4 separate regions of the Mus musculus genome follow, and regions 1, 3 and 4 are each linked to region 2. The links are chromatin contacts, called in public Micro-C and promoter capture Hi-C maps. All regions are on one chromosome and are shown on one strand. Each heading gives the region's core, a stretch centred on a gene start, on an enhancer-like site or on the middle of the called end of the contact. The rest is flanking DNA. Distances are from core to core; before and after follow the strand shown. Region 1 holds the start of 1700067G17Rik (RIKEN cDNA 1700067G17 gene). Region 2 holds the start of Gbx2 (gastrulation brain homeobox 2). Region 3 has its middle 88 kb from the start of Gm34331. Region 4 has its middle 130 kb from the start of Gm34331.

What was found. Promoter capture Hi-C pulls out the DNA fragments that hold promoters and counts their contacts. A called contact is a pair of places that touch in the nucleus more often than the background predicts.
Region 1: a promoter capture Hi-C map of liver shows a contact between it and region 2, with 6 times the contacts expected there. The contact joins the promoter of 1700067G17Rik here to the promoter of Gbx2 in region 2. A contact is called at or near these places in 10 of 39 promoter capture datasets (the 3T3-L1 cell line, 3T3-L1-derived adipocytes, embryonic stem cells and 6 more).
Region 3: a contact with region 2 is called in a Micro-C map of embryonic stem cells, with 4 times the contacts expected there. The contact joins the enhancer-like site here to the promoter of Gbx2 in region 2. A contact is called at or near these places in 2 of 39 promoter capture datasets (the 3T3-L1 cell line and liver), 1 of 15 datasets of contacts at CTCF or cohesin (embryonic stem cells), 1 of 484 Hi-C or Micro-C datasets (embryonic stem cells) and 3 of 115 datasets of contacts at active chromatin or transcription factors (embryonic stem cells and extraembryonic endoderm stem cells).
Region 4: a promoter capture Hi-C map of trophoblast stem cells shows a contact between it and region 2, with 7 times the contacts expected there. The contact joins the enhancer-like site here to the promoter of Gbx2 in region 2. A contact is called at or near these places in 7 of 39 promoter capture datasets (the 3T3-L1 cell line, 3T3-L1-derived adipocytes, hippocampal neurons and 2 more), 13 of 484 Hi-C or Micro-C datasets (the AML12 cell line, the AtT-20 cell line, cerebellar granule neurons and 8 more) and 1 of 115 datasets of contacts at active chromatin or transcription factors (embryonic forebrain).

What each region holds. Positions count from the first base shown.
Region 1 is chr1:89,014,808-89,017,507 of GRCm38.p6, reverse strand. It overlaps 1700067G17Rik (RIKEN cDNA 1700067G17 gene), which reads right to left and starts at 1,395. Exons shown (of 3, transcript NR_040471.1): 1 at 1,136-1,395; 2 at 859-962. It overlaps Gm34194 (a long non-coding RNA gene), which reads left to right and starts at 1,330. Exons shown (of 9, transcript XR_003947921.1): 1 at 1,330-1,535.
Region 2 is chr1:89,929,726-89,932,425 of GRCm38.p6, reverse strand. Gbx2 (gastrulation brain homeobox 2) reads left to right here and starts at 1,250. Exons shown (of 2, transcript NM_010262.3): 1 at 1,250-2,193. The coding sequence starts at 1,671. It overlaps LOC102637806, which reads right to left and starts at 351. Exons shown (of 4, transcript XM_030244408.1): 1 at 278-351. The coding sequence starts at 321.
Region 3 is chr1:89,190,240-89,192,939 of GRCm38.p6, reverse strand. No RefSeq gene overlaps it. Among named protein-coding and RNA genes, the nearest start is that of Gm34331, 88 kb to the right of the region's middle. Within about 2 kb of position 1,294, at least 91 of the 459 cell types and tissues checked have an H3K27ac peak or open chromatin away from gene starts, as enhancers often do. A contact at or near this core is called in embryonic stem cells and extraembryonic endoderm stem cells, where this site is marked.
Region 4 is chr1:89,234,207-89,236,906 of GRCm38.p6, reverse strand. No RefSeq gene overlaps it. Among named protein-coding and RNA genes, the nearest start is that of Gm34331, 130 kb to the right of the region's middle. Within about 2 kb of position 1,351, at least 85 of the 459 cell types and tissues checked have an H3K27ac peak or open chromatin away from gene starts, as enhancers often do. A contact at or near this core is called in trophoblast stem cells, where this site is marked.

The sequences.
Region 1 (2,700 bases), core at 146-2,645, 920 kb after region 2:
AGAGAGAGAGAGGTCACTGCAGTACTGTTCACTATTCACACTGGTTGTGCAACCAACCTGTGTCCATCAATGCAATATGCATAAGGAAAACAGGACATATATACACAATTGAATATACTATTCAGCCCTAAGAAAGGCAATCCTAACATTTGAGACAATTTAAATGAACCTGACATTATGGTATATGAAGAGGTTAGACAAAGAAAGGCAAATACATCATGACCTCAGTGATGTGTGGAATCTAAAAAATATGAGTTCAATACACACACACACACACACACACACGCACATGCACACACATATAGAGAGAGACAGAGACAGAGAGAGACAGAGAAAGAGTAGAACGGTGACTGGATTGTTGAAGGAGGAACTTTGGGGAGTGTCAGTGGAGGAAGACAAACATGATTGGACATAAAGAGTAACTTCAAGAGACTTACCACACGCTACAGCACCAGTATAGTAATAGTTAATATACATATTATGTTCTCAGAAAATGCTAAGAGTTTATATAGTCTCACTTCAAATACTAACTATGCAAAACAACACATACATTAATTAACCAAATTATTCATTGCACAATGTGTATATACTTTGGAATGGCATGCAGTACATGATAATTTATACAATTTTATCTGCCAATTAAAAATGGCTTTTGAGGTGAAGATTATTTTTGGATGAATCAAGATATTTTGGTTATTGTGTTCTAGCGCTGGCTGTGGGCGTGAGAAGAAATCCAGCACAAAAAATCTCTATTAGACGATGCCCTGGGTCACTATAGCGAGGCTCCATCTCCCTCACTGGTCTCTACAGGATACATATGTCTGAGGTGGCCTGGGAAAATTTATTTGTTTTACTTGCCTTTAAATTTCACGGAGTCCAGAAGGCACTTAAAGGAAGGAACTTAGATCACATGTGTCAGAATCCATCTAGTTTCTTGACAGTGAACCACCAGAGCCTGCTGCCTCTAAGAATTAGGGATAGAAAGTCACCTGCAATTTCAGAAAAAACAAAAAACAAAAAACAAAAAACAAGAGTGTTTGCTGAGGAGGGGAGGGAACCCACAGAGGGTTCCTGAGTGGGAAAGCCGCCAAGGAGCTGGAGTTGAGGACCGTGGGCATGGGAAGGCAGTGAGTACCATATCTGATGCTGAAGAAATGGAGCGCTGCTGGCTGAGTAGACCAGGAGCCTGAGAAACATCCCCGCTACTGAGATAGAAGCCAATGGTCTGAAAAAGAGATGGAGGGGAAAGGAAGGGAAGAGGTGTGAGCAGCCCGGAGAGGGGGAGACCTCGTGCACTTCAGGAGGTCGAAACCAAAAGGGAGACGAAGAAAGACAGATGTTTTTTGAGTTAAAGATGGAGTTCGCCCTCCAGGGTCACTAGAACAAAATGGCCTCAGTTAAGAGTCCACACCTAGACTTGGCACCACGAGGCTTCCTTATTCAGGAACAGAGAAGGAACATCGGAACACTGAGTTTCAGGTTGGGGGTGGAGTAACCGCTTTGAAATCAGAAGCAAAACTGGGAACCGCAGAGAGGTAAGGGGAACAGACCCTTTCACTTCCAAGTTGCTTTTAGTTTTGGTTTTTATCATAGCAAAAGAAAGCCAGGCAGAACTGTAAAGAAGGGAGAAAACTTGTCGAATCAGAGAAAATGTTTTATTGTCAGAAATTAGAGAGACAGAGACAGACAGGGGCAAGGGTGAGGGTAGGGGTTGGTTTTTCCTTAATGCAACTCGGAGAAATGTCTTTCCTATCCGGCTTCCAGAAGCTTCCTTGCCTGCGCGTTAGACCTGCTTCTGTGCTGAGTTTTTATATCCTGCCCAGGCTTGGTCACAGAAACCGCCCCGTGCCTCTCCTAGTTTCCACAGCTCCCAGGCACGCAGGTACTTTGGGCGGTGTCTGCACTTTTGCTTGGAGGAGTGCTCTGACCTCATGACTCAGCAGATGCCACGCTTAATTGGAGGTCTGGGAGGGGACGGTAGTTGGCTCCCTTGTGTTTCTCTCCAAAATGGTCCAAGTTTAACGGCTGCCTGTGCTGATCCTGAGCAGGTGTGTGATGGCTGAGAAGGCGTTTTCAGAGCATACAATAGCCTGTTTACCTGCTGTCTTCCCCTCCAACCCCCCTCCTTTAACTATTTCCTCCCTATCCTCCAGAGAGTCTGTCTGTGCCTGAGAATTAAGCTTTTGCCTTCACTTCGTTTTTATATATGGAATCTAATTAAACCTTTCAATTTGATTTTATGTGTGTCTGTATATGGTATATACATGAGGTGTGCACTCAACTGTGTTTGCCCATAGGCTGAAGGTCCATACCAGGTCTCCTCTTCTGGTTTCCATTTTATTCCCTGATACAACCCTCCCTAGATCATCATATCCTGAACTCACAGCCAGGAGAAACATATTTTCTTAATAAAGCACCTCTATTGTTATTGCTAGATCCTTAGTGTGTTTTCTGGTTATGGTAGATTTCAACTTATTTTTCTTGTTTCTCCTCCAGTCGGTGCTGATTGGTCAGTGTTTTCCACATGTTTTCTGGGATGCCTGTCTGACCTTGTCTGGCTGACCAGGCGCAGTGCTAGGGAGATCCTCTGTGTTTTTGAGGTAATTTTGGCTATGCTAAAGGTGTCTTGGAGTGGGGGCTTCCTGCCAGGTGCTCTCCTCTGCCTGTTAATTTTAGTCCAGTGCCCAGTCCCCCACTCTG
Region 2 (2,700 bases), core at 1-2,500:
TGACCTATATAACAATGCCCTCCTTTGCTCCTTGGCCTGGTGCTGTCAGCAGTTCCGAAAGGACGTCTAGACCAAGGAATCTGAAGAACAGGCAGGGGGACCCGAGGAAGCCCAACGCGCTTGGCAGGATCTGCCTTCGCCACGAAAGGATCCCATTTTAAAAGGAACACAAGATTTGAAAGTTTGTTTCAACATAAGAAAAGATGACCAGAAATGCCTACTTTCCTTTCGCCGCAATCCCTCCAATCTCCTAACCCCCAAATTCCCGGCTTTTTACCATTGTCGAGAACAGGGGAAATATCTTGAGGGACTCAGCTCCATCCAGCAGTCCGCAAAGGGGAACCGCGTGCCCAGGAGTCCTCGCGCTGCGCAGAGCCAGGGTGAGAGCTCCCTCCGTTGCCAACGTGCTTAATTAGTGCCTATTTACAAAACGCAGCTTTTATTTGAGCAAACATCATAAAGCTTTCATCAGGATAATCTCACGTTATACAATCCAGAGGCGTCGCAACCCCCCCCCCCATTCCTCCCTGAAGATGGAGCAGATAAAAGACTCGCTTTATTATCATAATTATCGTGGCTGTTATTTTGGTGTACGCTGGCAAAGTGGGTAAATAGGTGCGATGATTAAGAATGTCATGAAAAATGAGCAGGGATCGCTCACGGAGGGCCCAACCAGGAATGAGGGAGACCACCGCCGGCCGCCCCGCTGCCACCAGCGGGCCGCAAGCAACCATTCAGCTTCCGTGTCGTGTGAGCAAGGGCTGACAGGCCCAGGCGCACCTCTGGGAGCAGACCTGCAGAGGCAAGACCTTAAACGCTATCCGGAGACCTTGCCCGGACCCTTGGCACAACCAGAGCGCCCCTGGTTAAGGTGAGCATCACACAGGGTTCTGCTGTAGTAAAACACTCCCGGCCCATCGGTGGCGGGTGCCAGTTCCAAGCCGCCTCTCATGAGGCCTCCACAGGGATGCCAGGGACTCTAGGGTCTGAGTCGGGTAGGTAGCAAGGGTCCCTCTTAAGTTTGCTCCGCGCGGTGCAAAGGCTCCAGCTCCCAGGCCAGCACGCTCCAACCGTGGCGCCGGTAGCCCATTTGCGGCCCGCCTGGGTGAAGGGGGCGGAGCCCTAATTTCGCCCCGCCTTCCCCTGAATAGCAAATAGGAGTTGGTGCTCGGTCCCACGTGACACGAGCTCCGCTGGGCAGCTGGCAAAATGTGAATGAGAAAGAGGAGCGCGATTTAAAGGTGCTGGCGGCGCCCGCCAGAGACAAGTGCGCCGGCTTCGCGCGCTCCCCAGCCGCCCGTGGGAGACGACGGACTGCAGGACGGACAGACGGACGGACGCACGCACTGCTGGTAGCTGGGCCGAGACCTGCAGACGCGAAGCGCGCGCGTTCCGACGGGCTAGCAGCCGGGAGCGGTTCCGGCGAACGCGAGGTCCCCGGCGCCCTCTCCATCCCGGGCGCACGGCCTCATCGCGCTCGGTGGCTGCACCCGTGCAGGCCGGGTATGCTGCGGGTCCTGCACTGAGGGGCGGCGGCGGCGTCTGCGCTCTGGGCACCGCTCAGCCCCTGCCCGGAGTTCCCGGTGGTACTCCCAGCGTCCGGAGGGCTTCCAGGCGGCGGCGGGACACGGGGACTTTTCGTCTCTCCCTGGCTTCTCCCGAACGCGTCTATGAGCGCAGCGTTCCCGCCGTCGCTGATGATGATGCAGCGCCCGCTGGGGAGTAGTACCGCCTTCAGCATAGACTCGCTGATCGGCAGCCCGCCGCAGCCCAGTCCCGGCCATTTCGTCTACACCGGCTACCCCATGTTCATGCCCTACCGGCCGGTGGTGCTGCCGCCACCGCCGCCACCGCCTCCCGCGCTGCCCCAGGCAGCGCTGCAGCCCGCTCTGCCGCCCGCGCACCCTCACCACCAGATCCCCAGCCTGCCCACCGGCTTCTGCTCCAGCCTGGCGCAGGGCATGGCGCTCACCTCCACGCTCATGGCCACTCTGCCCGGCGGCTTCTCTGCGTCGCCCCAGCACCAAGAGGCGGCGGCTGCCCGCAAGTTCGCTCCACAGCCACTGCCCGGAGGCGGCAACTTCGACAAAGCCGAGGCGCTCCAAGCGGATGCGGAAGACGGCAAAGCCTTCTTGGCCAAGGAGGGCTCGCTGCTCGCTTTCTCTGCGGCCGAAGCGGTGCAGGCGTCGCTCGGTGAGTCGGCGGCGCGCGCAGCCGGAACGCGGGGACGGGAGGGAGTGGGGGCGGGCCAGCTCCGGGTTCCCGCCGAGACCCGGGGGACGAGGCCGCGCCCCCGCCCGACCTCTGCGGGAATAGCTGGAGGAGTTGCGGTGATGCCCACCGGAGCTTTCCAATGGGGCATTTAACGCCAAGCAACAAGCAGGATCCTGGGGAAAGGAGGCGTTTAGAGCTCTCCTGCTAGCTACTCCAGGCCACACATCTGGTGGCGTGTTTGGCACACACACACACACACACACACACACACACACACACACACACACGCTGTGATTATTGAGGGTCCTTGGTGTGTTGCAACCTTAAAGAGAGGCCTTATTGGGCTGGTTTTTTTCTTTTTTCAGTTGCATATGTACCCAATAGAGTCCAGACTCAAATATCTTCACTGGGTTCTCTGTTCATCCAAGAGAATCAGATTCCTGCGAGACTCTCTCTCTCTCTCTCTCTCTCTCTCTCTCTCTCTCT
Region 3 (2,700 bases), core at 45-2,544, 740 kb after region 2:
GTATCCTTTAAAAAGCAGGAAAAGCTGGGAAGAACGTCAAAGGTCTAGTAGATGGGTGGTTCATGGAGGAGCAATGACCCTAGGCAAGCAAGCAGTCATTAACACAGGCAGAGAGGGGACGGGAGAGGCGAGTACTTGGATTCCCACAGTTCAAGCACATCAGCGAGGGACCCAGACTGACACCAGTGCAGAGTCTTCCTTGTCTGATTGGCTGGCAGGTGATCCACCCTTCTGGCTTCCACCAGTGCCCTGGGGCCCCATCACTTTCTGACTGGGAGACTGTTCATAAGCTACTTCCTCAGGCGAATGCTTGCTGTACATTTCTTTGCCGACTTCACCCAGCTCCAGCCTTGAACAGAAGCCCTGATCCCCATAGACCCTGCCTCGGTGGGACTGGTTGACTCTCTTATCTTAGCTGCTGAGAGTCAGGTCCCAAGTAGGAGTGTCTGGGACTTCCTTCCTTTCTTGCTACTTAAAATGTCTTGATTAGATTTTCCAGCCTTATCAGCTGTGAAAGGCAGAGAGACGTCTAGCTGCAGGCAAACCCTGCCGCAGACACCTCCTGCTCAACTCTGCTCTGGAGAGTTCCTGGAAGAAGTGTGTAGCCTCTCAGAGAGGATCTGGTGTTTTAGAGTCTTCTAGGAGAGGAAAATTCAGGTGGCAATATCTTTGAGGGCAGAACAGATTTCTTGATTTAACCTTGCTTTGAAGGCCAACCAAGGTTCCCCGGCTTGAAGGCAGATCTTTCTCCCAGGCTCACCTGCAGTTCATACAGAACTTTCTCGAGGCCCAGCCATGTGGTCACCTGTTGACACTATGGAGCCGTGGATTCAAGGTCACCTAGATACGGTATCTCACAGAACATCTGACCTGGAAAGGTGCTCTCTGTCTTGTCTCTCTTGTCCCTTTAGAGGAGGGGACTCCACACCATTTGGCTGCTGTCACAGGGTGTTCTAGAACACCCTAGAGTCTGCTGACATGACATCCATTTTCTTTTAAGGTTTATTCATTTTATGAGGATGTGTGTGTGTGTGTGTGTGTGTTTGCCCACCTGTATGTTTGCACAGCTTTCCTGCTTAGTACCCAAAGAGGCCAGTAGAGGGAGTCAGGTCCCATGGACCTGGAGTTTTCCGGCAGTTTTGAGCTGCCATGTGGGTGATGGAATTAAACCTAGGTTGTCTGAAAGAAGAGTCAATGTTCTTAACTACTGAGCCCTCTCTCCAGTCCTGTATTCATATTTGAGTGCATTAAGTGGACTATGTGCATGCAGTGCCTGCAAAGGTCAGAAGAGGGCGCCAGATCCCTCTGAGCTGGGGTTAGAAATGTTTGTGACTCACAGTGGAAATCCGCTGGGGTCCTCTCCAAGAGCGCGAAGTAAGTGTTCTTAATCTTTCCAACCCTGCAATCTGCTTTCCACAGCGGGTCACTGCGGTTCTCTTAGTGCAATCTTGACGTCATTTCGGATAGAAATTTTGACAGAGAAATCTGTAAGGGCACTGGCCTTTAGTGGTTCTTCAAGTCTCAGCAATTTCTCACTGAGATAAGATGCAGACCCCTCTTTGAAGCTGACTTTGCTGAGCACTCTTACCCTCCTTCTGGAATGGCATGCTTGGAATGTGATTTCAGCTTATCAGCCTCCTCCCCAGCGGCCAAGGCAGTAGCTAGTCTCCAAGGCGTCCAGAAACCTTCACCTTCTAAGCCTCTATAAAACTGAACTTGCCCATAGCCGCCCCCACCTCTCTTCTAGTCTCAACCTGTTGGCTCTGGATCCCTCCTCCCCTGAGTGACCTCTGGTCTCTTTCAGTGCTGAATGCCCTGGGGGAGGGGAGGGGGAGGGGGAGGGGGAGGGGAGGGGGAGGGGGAGGGTAAGAATCAAAGCCATTCTAGAAACTTCTGTCTTGTACTTTGATGATTTGGAAATTCCATGGTGAAAAAAATATGGACTTCCGCTTTTAATTAATAAAAAAAAAAAAAAAAAAACACCCCTGGGCCAAACTATGGGATTAAGTCAATAATAAGTTCCAAATCCAGGAAGCAGATGTTCCGAGGCCGGTTTATTTATTCAACATGGTGTGACGCTGAGACCTAGCTGCATAAATGCTCTTACAAGACGGGAAATCCTTCCCAAGGAATTTTGTACACAAGAAGCCCCCTTTCCTGTCCCCTTATCTCCAAGGCTCTGCTTTGATGCTTTACCTCATGGCTGACTTGGTTCCCTCTGCAATTCTCGGGTCTCAGTCACCTGACCTTGAGCCAAAGACCCCTTGAGCAAATCTCCCGGACTGTAGGGAGGATAATGAATTACTCCAAATACATTTGCCTCCGCTGCTGCGTTGTCGTTAAGGAGAAATGGTACTTTAGTCTAAGAAAATGACTGTGCACTGAGATACCATTCCACCGTGAACTAGCCCTGGGTAAATTATTTTATCAGCATAATACATAATGATTTTAGAAAGCTTAAGGGATTGGAAGAGAGTCATGGGGCCCCATTCACAGAGCATGCATTTTGGCTTTTGGAGATCTGGATTTACAAAATGAAACGGATTCTCCGGCTGCCTTGGGGGCCAACGCTTTAGTTAATTTAATTTTCTGGATACATAAAGCTAATCCAGAGGTTTGTCTCAGCTCCTTAAACAATCTTAGTTCAATGTGACGGCTGGAAATGTGGCTTCCCTTTCTGAGAAACCATGTGTGGGTAGC
Region 4 (2,700 bases), core at 102-2,601, 700 kb after region 2:
TTTGCCCAAGGCTTTTCTAGAGCGCAAGTACTGAACTTTCATAATTCTCCATCCCCATTCATAGATATCTAATTACCAATATCTTATGTGTTCCAATAAGAAGTTTCCTCTCAAAACACAACTATCCCCAGAGAAGTCACATCCTGGCCTCTATAGACTTGCTGGGTGCAAGTTCACACTCTCCAGGAACCAGCTGTGACAAGGGCAGGAGGGTTGTCTCGTGTGAATCACAGATTCTTAAACTGAAGGTCATGACTTGGTATGGGGCCATGAAAATGAACACGGGGGTCATGAAAGATGTGGCTGGCAAAAAGGTTTCTGAATATTCAGTGGCCAAACTTTAAATCCCACTCACACAGGAGTCTGCTGGGAACTGAGTCTGCTGGGAACTCGGTGGAAGGTGAGCGAAGCCTCCTTGGCCACGCCCTTGTCTTTACCTGCAGTGGACACTACACTGACCAACAGAGATCATCATTAGAACAACTGGGGTGGGGGAGTCACTTCGATATGCACCTTTGAAGAGGGCTTAGGCTCAAAGTGTGTCTCCTGAGAGCCCCTCACTGTGTCTGCCTCTTGCTTTCTTCCCTCCGTCCCTCCGTCCCTCCCTCCTTCTGTTTCTGTCTTGTGTCTTGTGTCTCCGTCTCTCTCCTTGGGTGTCTATGTCTTCTTTTCTCTGTCTTCCCTCTGTATCCCCGATTTTATGTCTCCATTTTTGTCTCTCTCCCTGTACATCTCTGTCTTTTTGCCTATCTGTCTTTCTCCTCTTGCTGTGCATCTCTCTCCCTTTATAAAGCATTTTAGGAGCTGGAGAGATGGTTAAGAGCACTCACTACTCTTCCAGAGAACCCAATTTCGATTCCAGCACCGATATGGCAACTCACAACTGTATCTCCGGTTCCAGGAGATCTAGTAACCTCTTCTGGCCTTTATGGGCATAAAGTCCATACGATACACAGACACGCAAGCAGGTAAAACACTCATACGCATTATGTATATGTATGTGTATGTATATACTTTTTAAATGTTTATTTGAGAGGGAGGGAAGGTGATATCATGGTTCACAAGAAAAGGCCACAGTCCTAGAGTCTAAGTTGGGGTTCTCTTCTACTGTGCAGGGTCAAGGGATCAAAGTGAGGTCGTCAAGCTTGGAGGCCAAGTGCCTATGCCTTCCGAGCCACCGAGCCAACCCGTCTCTGTCTCTGTTTTTCCCTCCTGTCTGTCTTCCCTCCTGCTCTTCCATCTCTCACTATACACAGGATCAGCTTCTCCTTTCCTGGCTGCTGACCAGAACATCACCCTGAGGCCACAGGCTGTTCAAAAAGGAGGAAGTTCTTTAGCAGCTTGCCCGTTGTCACGGCAACTGTTTCCTTGCTAGCCAAAACATTCACTTTGCATTCTCCCTTGCATGGGTTTCCTGGTCAGATTTTTTTCCTGCAGTGACATCTAGTGTCCAAACACTATGGAAAAAAAAAATCCAATGATTTATGACTGGTCTTGAGGACACTATCATAGCAGAGGGTGTCTGTGGCCCTAGACCCTATACTGTGCCCCTCTGAGCTAGACTAAAAGGTGTTCAAGGGGCTGCTTCGGACCCTTGCTTCATATCACCACTCCTGTAATGGCTTTTTCTCTTCCTGAGTCCTTGATGGTTGCTTCTTTGCTGTCTGTGCTGGACAAGATTCTGTCACTTGTCCCAGGTGTCAGCAGCAATCTGCACCTCCTCGTCCTCTGTCACTCACTCTTATAGGGTGACACGCATGGATGTAGACACGCCTCTGAAGACACCGGACAGCACCCACCCCCATGCTTCCTCTTTGCTACTCAGACTTCTCCAGCAGCCTCATGTGGGAACAGGGCGGGAAGTGACACAGACAGAAACCTCCTGGTCAGGCCCCGAGTGAAATGACCCAGTCGTTTCCTACAGAGACCCAGATTGGGGGCGATCAATCCAGAATGGTTCAACACCTGGATGGTCTCTGGGTCTCACCCAGTTTGGGGAGCAGGGAGCATCCCCGTCATCCCAGCTTTACCCACGTGTGCATGCTTTACCCTGGCCACCCCCTTGTGCTGCTGGTGTCCCCAGTTTTCAAGATGACTTTAGGGCTGGTCTGTCAAGAAGTGGAGCCACTGGCTTTCTACTGCATTCAGAATTCTGCTAAGGGGATTCCCTGGGAAGGGACAGGGAAAAAGTTGAGCACAGGGGACGCCAAGGAGAAGGTGGTTGGGAGTGAGCACGTAGCAAAAGCTTCACTGGAAATGGGAAGAAGGAAGTCAGAAATAATGAACGAGTCAAGCAGCAACCGGAAATGAGCCGTCCTAGGTTTTTAAAGTGGGAGCCACTCTGAGTAGCGTGAGGAAGTCTCTTTTTTCCTCTGGGATGTGGATTATCCTTTTTTTTTTTTTTTCAGCGTATCTGCATGGTTTATGTAACCCATCCATTAATCTCTGTGATGGTAAGCTCTGTTAATTTGACATAACCTAGAATCGCTGTGGATGAGAGAATCTCAGTGAGATTGTTCATATCAGATGGGCCTATAGGCATGTCTGTGGAAGGTTGTCTTGACTGTCTTCATTGATGTGGGAAGACCCAGCCTAAATGTGGGCTGAGCCTTCTGGTAGCAGGTCAGATAAAGAACCTGGAAAGAGAAGAGCGTTGACTTCTTTTTTTCCTAACTGGCTTTCATTCTCACTGATGGGCTC